Linked DNA regions of Neogale vison: region 2 is linked to region 1. A link is a contact called in public Hi-C data. All regions are on one chromosome and are shown on one strand. The core of a region is the stretch at or near the end of the contact, and the rest is flanking DNA. Distances in the headings are between cores, read along the strand shown. Region 1 has its middle 740 kb from the start of CITED2. Region 2 holds the start of CITED2 (cbp/p300-interacting transactivator 2).

Region 1 (6,195 bases), core at 389-2,888:
GTTATTTTTATGTAAAACTGCTGTATTTCCTCCTTAATTTAGGGTTTATTTGAGAATGCAGGTATGCCAGGAAATATTTCGAATTGCTCTGTGTAAACTATAAGGGAGAAATTATTAATGGCAAAATACTTCAGATTCCTATCAAAATAAGTCATAATCTCTGTTTATCTTGCTCCCTTCCTGACACATATCAGGACATTTCAGCAATAACGGATGAGTTATTCCCTGATTCAAAAGGGTATTAAAACAGACCCCCAAGTAGTCACAGGCATTTCCATTATAATGATATAAAGATCTTGTTAATCATAATGTTTGTCCCCTCAGCAGTCATTGCTACCTTCTGACTGAGTTTGAAAGTTTCTGAGGTAGGAACCTACTCTGGGGATGCAGGGTGTTCCTAGGCATTCCTGGTGGAAAGCTGTATCTCCGTGTTTTGTTTGCAGGCAGTGCTGAGTGTTTTACAATAGGAGCACTTTCTACATTGAGGCTGCCCCGTATTTGTCATAATCCAGTCAGGCCAAATTGAGAGTGGCTGAAAGGAAATGGCCTTTCCTTCCTCCTCAAGCTGTATTTATAATTTCCTACTCGTTTTTAGTTCGGCTACACTGGTGTGGAAATTTTCTTCTGACTGGGCAATAAAATAAGTAAAATTTATTTCTCAACAGCTGGTAGATAAAGTTGAGAGCACCAGTTAAAATAATAACAGAAAGCGCTGGAATTTGAATAAGGCAACTTCTTATGCAAGCATACAAATGGAAATTAATTCTATGATTCTCTTTTAACAGAGTATGTTTAATCCATAAAAGCTATAATTTATTATAAACAAAATATACCCTTACCTTTTGGCAGTTTTTTTTGGGGGGGCAGGGAAGTGTACGTTTATGAGATCCCAAAGTTTTATTTATTTTTAAGATTTTATTTAAAATCTTAAAGAGATTGTGAGAGATCACAAGTAGGCAGAGAGGTAGACAGAGAGAGTGGAGGAAGCAGGCTCCCTGCTGAGCAGAAAGCAGGATGTGGGGATGGATACCTGGACCCTGAGATCATGACCTGAACTTAAGGCACAGGCTTAACCCACTGAGCCACCCATGTGACCCCAGAGTTTAAATAACATGATGTGATTAAATATAAAAGAATTTGATAACTGACAGGACATTGGAGTTAATAGTACTCACTGAAGACCAGCTTAAGCTTAAGCTTCTCTAGGCTACTGTATTGACAGAAATTCTCAATGAATCATTCAGAAAACTCAGGAGCGGCTTGAGTATGTATGAATTGTCGCCAGGCTAACCTTGGAGGCCATTTCTGTTTTAAAATGGGATAGGAGTATTGAATGGTAGTGTTGGGTAAGGATGAAGAAAAGGTAACATGTTTTACTACTGCCAGCCTCCTAGAGATGACTTGAGAGACCTGTTTTGGGTTGCTGTGGGTATGTCCTGGGATGATAGTGACAACTATCACCACCCAATTTATTAAATCTCAATAAGAATGTTTCCATCATCTCTTTGCTAAGAATTTTTGGATGTAACATTTTCCAGAAGTCCTGGAAAATTTACTTATGTGCCAAAAATAAGAGTGAAATTGACTAGAAGCAGAAAGTCCCTGTCCAAGCTGAGGAAATGCAAAAAGTAAACAAACGATATAAATAGCAAAAGAATGTAAGTCTGTGGTTTGCAGTGACGTCTGGATGTCCAGTTTAAAGTTTTGTGCTTTATTCTTAACCTTACTTACAAACTGAGTAAGATTGCGACAATATACATGCCCAAACATTCTGTAGTTACCCGAGCATTTCATAAATATATCATTCTGGAGTGTTTTGAGATTTGAATCTTGAAAATGATTATCTTATCGAGAACAACTCATTTTAATTTTCCTTTTTAAATTCATGTCAGAGATGATATTATATACTCTTTTGACCTAAACATACCTTTCACTGTGGTTTATAGGTTCTCCAACCCTAAATTCTTTTGTTGTTGGTGGTAGTTACCATTTGAAAGTCTGATGCTTACAGATTTTTGTGATTATTGTTTGAGTTAGTATAGTTTTGTTCTTGGCCTTAAATCTTCAGGATACTTATTTTTAAACACAAATGTTAGGAACCTAACAAACATGAAATATTTTCAGGTTCCTCCTTGCATGTTTTTTGAGTTGAGATTGTCCCAGGTACTGGTTATCTTGACTGCTAATGTATTTAGGAAGATCAAAAAATTGAAAATTAGAGTCAATACCCTATAACTTATATATTGAATATTCAACATTTTATTTTATTTATTCATTTATTTATTTTTAAAGATTTTATGTATTTATTTGACAGAGAGACACACAGCAAGAGAGAGGACACAAGCTGTGGGAGTGGGAGATGGAGAAGCAGGCTTCCCACAGAGCAGGGAGCCTGATGCAGGACTTTATCCCAGGACCCTGGGACCATGACCTGAGCCAAAGGCAGACAGCTGAATGACTGAGCCACCTAGGTGCCTTGATCATTCAATATTTTAAAAGAGCAAGTCAGCTGTGTAAATTAAGACAAAGATGCTGGCATTTTCTTTCTAATGCTTTAGGAAGCAGGTTAAGACTACTACAGATGTAGATTCATGTTTTCCTAATAAAGATTTCACTTGAAATGTAAAGCAGTTCATTTCCTTCACATTCTGTGCTTGAAATTTTATGACATTGACTCCAATTTTAAAATATAAGTTACAAAAGTTTGTAATGCATACATTTAACTGCAAATCCTTATGATTTTATAATTTCTTATGCAAATTATAGACTCTTATGGTTTCAATTTAAGTGATTTAAGACCAAGAATGAGATAGATGCTAAATCTCCCTCACATTTGGGGCCATTATCTGCTATTTTGAGATACATTTCCTGAAAAAAAAAAAAAACCTTGAGAGTCATTGTTACTCTAAAATTTGGTCTTTCTTGCTTTACTATACATTGTAAAATATCACACTAGTCTTTTTTCTCTCCCTTTCTCTGTTTCTTCTATTTATAAATATTTTACAACCAATTATTATTATGTTTTTAAGATCTTATTTATTTGGCAGAGAGAGCCATGGAGAGAGAGGGAACACAAGCAGGGGGAGTGGGAAAGGGAGAAGCAGGCTTCCTGCGAAGCAGGGAGCCTGATACGGAGCTCAGTCCCAGGAATCTGGGATCATGATATGAGCTGAAGGTTGTAGATTAACCACCCAGGCATCCCTAATTATTATTATTATTATTATTTTATGTGAGCTCTCTACCCAACGTGGGGCTTGAACTTACAACCCTGTGAGTTTTATCCTAAACTTGAGTCAGCCAGTTGCACCTACAACTATTATTTTAATAAAATCTTAGAATGCTATTGACAAGAAAGGACCTTAGATGCTATTTTGACTGGTCTCTATGTTTTACATATGAGGAAGCTGAAATCTGAAAGTATTATTCTGCAGGGGAGGAAAAATACCTTTATCCTCCTATCCTTTTGGTTCTCAGCTGGGTCTGTGTGCCCAAAGACAAATTAAGAAAAGAAAAGCATAAGCAGTTATTTAATGTAAACTTTACTTGACATACAAACTTCATAAGGAAATGAAAAACACAGAAACAGTTAATCTGAGTGTTTTTATACCAGGTTTGATGAAGTGTAGAAAGTGGTAGAAAACTATGGTAGAACAAAAAGGGATATGAGCTAAGTGTAGTAAACTGGGAAAAACTTAGCAAACCCTGTTCATTCAGATTTCTCTTGCTCTCTGCCTTTTGAGATAAAGATGACCCTTTCCTCTGTGCATAAGGAGGGTACTTCTCACATGAGATCTTATGACCTGCTTCAGGGAAAATTCTTCCTGTTCCTGCTGTTTCTCAAATTTCTTCATCTTAAAGTAATCAATATGCCAAGGCACCATATTTGGGGGGAGCATGTCTTGGGCCCCATCAATGCCCTTTATGTCTTTTCTAAGGAAAGTGGGGACAAAGCAAAGGTCATCTGTTGAAGCAGGTAGTTTTTATAACTAACCATTTCATTCATTTTGAAAGTCCTCTTGGTCTCCCTGTTCTTTAAAGTCCAACTGACAATTTCCAGAAATTTCATGGTGGAAAAGTTAAAAGAGGCATATATGGCTCTTTTCTAACTATATAAAGGTAAATATAATGTATTGAGTCTCCGGTAATTGGTGTTTATAATTAAATTGAGGATTTTCACATTTTAGGACATTAAAAAAAATAATCTTTACCCCCAGTGTGGAACTAGAACTCAGGACCCCAATATCAAGAGTCTTAAGCTTTACTGACTGAGCCACCCAGGAGTCCTACACTTTAGGACTTTTTAAAAATGTATTTTTTCAGACTAATTTGTTGGGGTTGTGTGCTTTCTATGAAAAACCTAACATAATCTTCAAGAAATAATTTTGACAAATGGGTAAATAAAATCTTTTTTTAAAAAAAAGAAATAATTTTGACAAAATTTATCACTGAGTACTGTTATTTTGTTCTTCAGAATGTCTTGAATTATCTAGCTATCTCTTTATTTTCTATAACCCTAGTCTCTGTTCATGTCATAAAGAGCATGGCTTACTAGAAAAAGATCATAATTTTTGATGTTGAAAAATCAAAACTCAAATTCTATCCTGCTAGATGTGTTACCTTTGGAATTTACTTAAATATTCTGGTCATTAGTTTTATTATTTCTAAAATGAGAACTATACTGAATATCTTGGGTGATGTGAGCGATTTTTAATATTTTGCTTATTGATGTAACCTATGGGTGTTTGTTGTGTAGTGATTTAATGATTTGTTGACTGAATAATTATGTCATTCCTGTTTGAAGAGACAGTTACCATTTGTATTTGATGAAAGGTGAAAAAGCAACTTCATATGGCTGTTTTAGCAATTGAATAAAATTATAACATGCATAAAGTACATACAACTGCTTAAATGTTAAAGTCAGTGAGAATTCTTTGAAATTTGTACTGGGGTCTTTGAACTTACCTATTACCCATTTCTCATTTTACCAAAAAGAAAACTTAACATGGTGGTAATGACACAGAAAATTAATGTCAGTTCTGTAACAGAACATGGATCACTGTACTTTTAGTTTCCAGCACTTTCCATAATATTATGCCACCTTTCTTAATAAAAGGGTGATTATGTTGGGTCAAGGTATACTAGTATATTTTAATAGATATGTTAAGACCATGAGAATTGCCAGATACATGCTGTAAGATTTTATTAAATAATTAAACACACATACATTAGGATATGTATTTCTTCATATGTATATTTAATTATTAAATTGATATAAATTAGAATTTTTAAAAAATATGTTTTCTAAGTTATAACAAAATTAGGGAACTGGAAAACATCACAGACCATTATCCTGTGTATTAGAACAAAGCTGGATTATTTTCTGAGACAAAAATATTGTCTCTGATGATATGTTATCTCCTCTGTGTATACCAGTGTAGAAATGAAATGAATTTCTAACTGTTCATATGTTGTGGCTAGTTTCTAGCTGTTCCAAATGAGGTGTCAGTCCTATGACTGTCATATGGTATGTCTTAAATTGACAATATATTATCCCTGCTATTCAGGTACTAACTGGAGTATGACTTTAAACTTACTGTCTCACAATTCTTACCTATTAGGATTTACTTTGGGGTTTATTGGAGATTGAAAAATATGCCAAGATTATCTAAGACATTCTAAAACTTACTCTTATACCAAGTCAGCTCTTTATAGACGTCCACAGTGGGGACCATATTGTTTTGGCTAGTCCTGGGATTGCTTTCATTGAACCTCACTTTGGCTTTTGTCTCCAACCCTCATACTGGTTATGCCAGTGCCTTCTGGCATGCACTCATTTACTGGAGGAATGCCAACACCATTGCCTTTTCTACCAATCAGTACTCACCTCATGAGGACTAAAGGAAAAAATTTTTGTCTGTTCTTATTAACAGTAGTGGCTATGATTGGCCTTCACTACTGTTCTTGGTTCTGTGATCCCATCTTACCAAATCTGTAACTTACGAAACCCAATTTTTTCCTTATTCTCTATTTGGTTATTACAATCATCATCATTAGAATATGCATTATCATATCCTAAATATGCAAAGGCATATTTACAACCCAAAATCTTACAAATTATTGTACGACATTCATTGGTATGTTGACTTTCCTGACTTCACCTCTTCTTTTCTCTTATTTTCATCACTTATTTATTAA
Region 2 (6,084 bases), core at 1,011-3,510, 740 kb before region 1:
TTCCTAAAAAGCTTTCAACACAGTAGTATCTTTTCATGTACTGAATATAACTATTAGCACAGTGTCAAAAATGTTGAAGACAGAAACAAAATAAAAATCTGTGAAATGTTTGCCACTGACGACATTCCACACCCTATTATTGTCTGTACATATGGGGGAGGGGGACAGCCAACTTGAAAGTGAACAGTATGACTTTTCCTGATCCAGAACGGTTTGGCCCACATCTGTTTAATCTTCCAGTTTAGCATATTAAAAAAATTAGGCTGTACTCAAATGCATAGTTAAAAAAATGAAGCGAGATGGCAGAGTTTGTGCAGTATTATCTGCCCTTCAGAGTTCATGCAACCAACTAATGCAATTTTTCCTTTCACTCGTAAATCTGAATGCAGTTCAGTCATTTGAAACCATCTACAAAATCCACAAGATTAAGCAGTTTGCCAAGATTAATATCTAACAGTTGAGCACTGGAGAAAGTGAGGAACTAAGGAGTAAAAACAAACAACAAAAAAGACCAAGTTAGCTAGATATTTCAACTACATAAGGGAGGTGAATGTCAAGGCTACAAAAACGAAACAAAAACAGAAAAAAAGAAGTGGCAGCAATTCTTTTAAACCAATTTGTACAAGTTTATAGTTTACTTTGTTTCCAAGTTCTCAAACCTTTCAAGATCTGAAAAGTGAGATACTGTGTCTAAGGGAATGTTTTTTAATTCACACCGAAGTTGGGGGGGCGGGGTGGGGAGGGTTTGATTCTTTTTGCCGGGGTTTCGATCAAGTCAACAGCTTACTCTGCTGGGCTGCTGTTTGCACACGAAGTCCGTCATAAAATCAAACTCGTTTTGCCCCAGCCAGAGTTCGGGCAGCTCCTTGATGCGGTCCAAACCCATTTCTATCACTAAGGACATAAGCACTTCCTCGTCGATGAAATCAGTGTCTATGACATTGGGCGGCAGCATTGCAGCAGGGACGTGGGCCACGGAGGCGGGCATGTTGCTGCCGCTGCCGCCGCCGCTGCCGCCGCCGCTGTTGCCGCTGCCCGCGCCGCCACCCGAGGTGCCGCCCGAGCCGCCGGGGGTGCTGCTGCCGCCCGAGCCGCCGGGGGTGCTGCTGCCGCCGCTGTGCTTGGGGTTGCAATCTCGGAAGTGCTGGTTTGTCCCGTTCATCTGGTGGCCTGCAGCAGGGTGCAAATCCGGCATGTAGTGGTTGTGGGGGTAGGGGTGATGGTTGAAATACTGGTTGTTGAGCTTCTGCAGCTGCATGCTGGCCGGCAGGGAGCCTCCCTGGCTGGCCACCGGGGGTCCCATGAACTGGGAGTTGTTAAACCTGGCCGCGGGGGCCAGCGCACTCGGGGGGTGCCCGCCGTTCACAGTCCCCGGCCCCATCGCATGCCTGATGCCGCTCGTGGCATTCATGTTGCCCGCGCCGTAGTGTATGTGCTCGCCCATTAGGGCGTTGAAGGCGTGCTGGGGCTGCTGCTGCTGGTGGTGATGGGGGCTCGGGAACTGCCCCATGCCCATGCGATGGGCAGGGTGGTGGTGCAGCCCATTGGTGCCGTCGGGGAAGCGCCCGTGGTTCATGGCCATCATATGGTCTGCCATTTCCAGTCCTGGAAGTGAAGAGAGCAGACTAGATTAGGACCCGCGCCACACGTGCAGCCCACCGCGGCGCACCCCACTTTTTCTCGCCTCTGGCCCCTAGGCTCCCCGGACGCACGTCGACTGCGAAATCGCTCGCCCTCCCTGCGATCCTACTAGTAGCTTGTGCAGCCGGGCTCGCCACCACAGCGGACCTGCCACCCACAAGAGATGGGCGCTCAACAAACAGCCCCTTCCCCTGTGCTCCGGCAGGCGGACCCGAGCCCACACCCCCCTCTGCTCCCCGAAGTCGCCTAATAAAGGAAGTGCCCCGTAGCCCTGCCGCGAACTTCAGGCATTAAATCAACCCTCCTCATCCTGTTGTTGCACATCCTGTTGTTATTCCCCAGCTCCGCCTCACGCTCTTCCTCCGGGCAAACCCAGCCCTCAGAGGACTGGGCTGGCAGGCGCCCCAGCCAGCTTCGCCCGCCGCGCTCACCTTCCGTCTCTGCGATTTCTGCTCCGAAGACCGAGGGCGGGATCGTCGGGTCCAGGACCGGCTCAGCAGCACATAGAGGGGGCCTTTCTGGTGTGCAGGGCGCTCGCTGTCGCGATGTCGGCACCAAAGTCTTGCAGTGGCCGCTGAGGCAGAATCGGAGCCGTTCCCTTTTATTTCCCCTCTGCTGCCCTCACAGCTCGGTAAGACCGCCCGGCAGCTGCCAACAATGAGCTGTGTTTCTTAGGGCTTTGGCCACAGTTAATATAAGGGATTTCAGGAAGGGCGGAGCGAGCCTCCCGGGCGGGCGGTAGCAAAACGCGGACTCCGGAGCCCCAGGCACGCCGGACCGGGTAGGCGAGCCGCGTCCCCGCGGCCGGAGGCACGTGCGCAGAGGCTGCGGGCCCAGGCCCCGCCTCGCTGCGGCCGACTCTGGTTTCCTCCCGCCCCATAAACGCGGATCAGCCCGGCTGCCCCCGGAGCGGGGAGAAAATGACCTCTGGAGCGCCAGCCCGAAAGTAGCGCCAGCCCTGAAAGGAGCGAGGAAAACGCACCGCTCCCCTCTGGTCGGATCCCCCACTCCCAGCTCTCCCGCTTGGCTCAGCTAGCGATCTGGGGTGCCTTCTACGGGAAAAAGGGGTTCTCTCAGCGCCCCCTTCCTCCGTAGTGCCCTTAGGCCTCCCCGGCTTTGCAACACCCCCCATTGCACGCCCCCCACCCCGGGCCGCGAAGAATGGCTGTGTTCTCCGAGTGGGGTTTTAAATCCCGGGACAGAAAATGCCCCCTTTCCCGAGCATACTTTGCTGGGCTGTGCCTTTGTGTTTTTACAGGGGCACTGGGTAATCCTGATCTAGATATTCGGCGTGCGGACGCATTTGTTTCCCCCTACTCCTTTCAAGGACAGAAGCTGGGGGCGGGGAGCGGCAGCGGCTGCAGGTGGACCGAGCGCGCTCGCGGACCCGCTGCCTCCGCTCCCGCTCTTGGGACTCCGGTCCGCGCTTTCGGGCCCGCTCGCCGCTCCCGGGGTACGTGTGCTTCTGCTAAGTTTGCGTTTGCAGCTCTTGGTAGCTTTGGCATCCGAGCTGAGGCGTCTCTGCTCTGTAAACAAACTCAGCGATCCTCGTCCCCAGATCCACCTTTTTGCACATACACAGTTTCTTGCTTCTGCTGTTGCCCTTGATCCGGGAGGTGGGGGGTGTGTGCAAACTTGCACAGCCTCCCTCCGGGCTCTGCCTGACGATTTGGGGTTGATTTAGAAGCGAACGGGTTTGTAATTAAGAAATTCGAGGGCTGAGTGAAGCTGCTGTTGCTGAAAAGGGAAAACAAATAGATAACATGGTAATCGCTTTGTAAATAAAGTCGTTCTGGAGGTGGGCACGTAGCTGCACGTCCCGTATGGCACCGTGCGCACACACGCTGCCGGGACTCTTCCTTTTCAGTGAAATTGTTCAGTGGGGCAATAGGCGATAATAATAACCTTGCTTCTCAGGACGCGGCACAAGTAGCCGGGTCGTCCATTTGGCTCATTGACTTGCAAATAAAAAACGCTTACACCGGTCTGGGCTGCTACCCGGTCGGAGCTCTCTTGCTTTCTCACATGGGGAAGCCGAGTTGTTTCCCCAACACCATGATGAGCCTGCTCTTGAGGTTTTATATTGCTCTTTAATGTGCTAAAAGCGAGTTTAACGCTCCGAATAAGGACTTCTGTTCTGAGTTGTTTCTTCATGACTGGATTGCCATTGAAGACTTCCTGCTACGAAGAGCTAGTCCCCCGCCCTCCACGCCTCCTTTTCTCCCTTGTTGCTCACAGGACTTTTTTAGGCCGTATTTTTTGAGGACTGGAAATTCTGATACATACATTTCCCCTTTCAGGAATTTGCAAAAGGAAGCAAATCCTGGTTTCGTTAATCTCTTACCTCTCCGTCTTCCTCTAGTTGCGTATCTAGATATATATACTTAGTGTACAAATATAATATTATATATATATATTTAAACATTGTTACTGTCTTCCTCTCTTTTTCAGTCTCTTCAGCATTTATAACTGTGCAATAATTTCCTTCGTGCCCGTGCAATAATTTTTAAAGCTCAAAAATATTTACTTTTTTGGAGCCTTGTGCACAGAGTACATTGCATTGTTGGTTGCAATAATGCCCTGCTCTCCTGTCCACCCACCACTTTTACTTGTAGGTCATGGACTTGCAGTTGCAGAATCAGAGGCTGGGAAAAAACCTGCAAGTGCCACTTTGTATCAAAAAAATAGGCTCCTGCTGGTCAACCCCAGACTCAAAAATCCTGCCATAGATTGTTTACTTCCCTTCCCTACACTGCTGCGTCTTGCAACACAAGGGCTGACTCTTGAATGTCTAATCTAAATTCCTCTTGGAACCATTAAGGAAAGGTGCAGCTTCATCCAGGCCCAGTGGTTTCACAGGCTATTGGGAAATCTCTTCAAAGGTCACCTCCCCGCCCCCCACCCCTTAAAGGGGAAAAAAAAATTAGTTCTGGGACCAGCTGGTTAAAACACGGCATGCTTTGTGCATTTACTCATCTGTCCAGTGAATGTTCCCCAAGAGCCAGACACTTTCCTAGTGCCTAGAGAAACAACCAATATAGGAACTCATATTCAAAAAGTGGAGATAGACAAACAGGCCTAACAAGCCTCGGGCACACTGTAATAAGTGCAACAACAGCATTCAATGCAAGGACTTCTGGAAATACATTGGAGGGACACCGAACATCGCCTTAGTGGTCTTCAGAAGGCTTCCCAGTGTAGGTGGTACCTAAATTGAGGCCGGAGGATGAGTGGAAGTAGGCCACCAGAGGAGGGGGCAGAGATGAGAGAAGCAAGGTTGGAGAGGTAAATCGGGGCTGGATCTTGTGGTCTTTGGTTCCCAAGCTGAGGAATTCAGGTTGTATCCTGAAGATGAGAAGCAGGTGAAGGCTTGTGAACCAGTGAGATGATCCCATTTTCATTTTAGAGAGATCAGGATAGGACTGTGGAGAATGGATTGAGAAAATAAGCCTGGAAACAGGGAGTCCAGTTAGGGGCGGTTATAGTCATCTAGGGTACGCAGAGCTTTTTGTACCCTGGGCTTTATCCTCTGCAGTGGTCTGTGTGTGACCTTCACAGCGACAGATGGCTATATTAGTTTCCTAGGGCTGTCATGACAAAGTACTACAGAGTTTGTTTACGTCACTCAGGCTTGAAGAGCAGGAACTTATTGTTCCAGTTCTGGAGGCTAGAAGTGCCATTTTCAAGTGTGACCAGGGCTGGTTCTGAGGGTTGTGAGGGAGAATCTATTCCAGGTCTCTCTCCTACAGTTGGGTCATTAGCTGGCCATCATCGCCTGATCTCTGCCTTTATCTCATGGTGTTTTCCTGTGTGCCTCTGTCTAAAATTTCCCCTTTTTCTAAGGACAGCGGTCATATTGGATTAGGGCCTATCCCGATGACCTCACTTTAATTCAATCCCCTCTGCTGAGACCCTATCTTCAGATAAGGTCACATGCTGAAGTACTGGGGGTTAGTTGGGATCCCAGCATATCTTTTCTGGAGTGACACAAATTGGCCTGTAATAGTGATGGAGAAACTGAAAATCACAGGACCCCTGCAACTATGGGGAAAAAGGATGCTGCCTGGAACTCTCTTCCCAGATATCCTGCTGGCCTACACATTCATTTCTTCATGTTTCTGCTCAGACACTACCTCAGTGAGGTCTTCCTGACTGTCCTACCCAAATAGCAAGATCTCTGTTTGTTTTCTTACCCTGTTTTGGTTTTCCTCTTAGCATTTATACTGATATGCTGCATATTGAATTTTTACTATCTTTCCCCTCCTAGAATGGCAGCCTGAGGAGAGTGGACACCTTGCCCGTTTGTTCATTCAGTGTCCAAGATAAGTCCTGGCGTGATTAGTCTTTTCCTGATTAGATGAATGAATGAATGAATGAATGAATGCAGGAAGAGATACTGAGGGAAATTAAATGAAGGATTTACGAAAGGGATATTGGGGGGAT

What was found. A called contact is a pair of places that touch in the nucleus more often than the background predicts.
Region 2: a contact with region 1 is called in a Hi-C map of muscle, with 4 times the contacts expected there. The contact joins the promoter of CITED2 here to the enhancer-like site in region 1. A contact is called at or near these places in 2 of 3 Hi-C or Micro-C datasets (fibroblasts and muscle).

What each region holds. Positions count from the first base shown.
Region 1 is chr1:61,928,039-61,934,233 of ASM_NN_V1, reverse strand. No RefSeq gene overlaps it. Among named protein-coding and RNA genes, the nearest start is that of CITED2, 740 kb to the left of the region's middle. Within about 2 kb of position 1,638, the one cell type or tissue checked has open chromatin away from gene starts, as enhancers often do. A contact at or near this core is called in fibroblasts, where this site is marked.
Region 2 is chr1:62,666,766-62,672,849 of ASM_NN_V1, reverse strand. It overlaps CITED2 (cbp/p300-interacting transactivator 2), which reads right to left and starts at 2,260. Exons shown (of 2, transcript XM_044247730.1): 1 at 2,073-2,260; 2 at 606-1,605. The coding sequence starts at 1,597. The coding sequence ends at 776.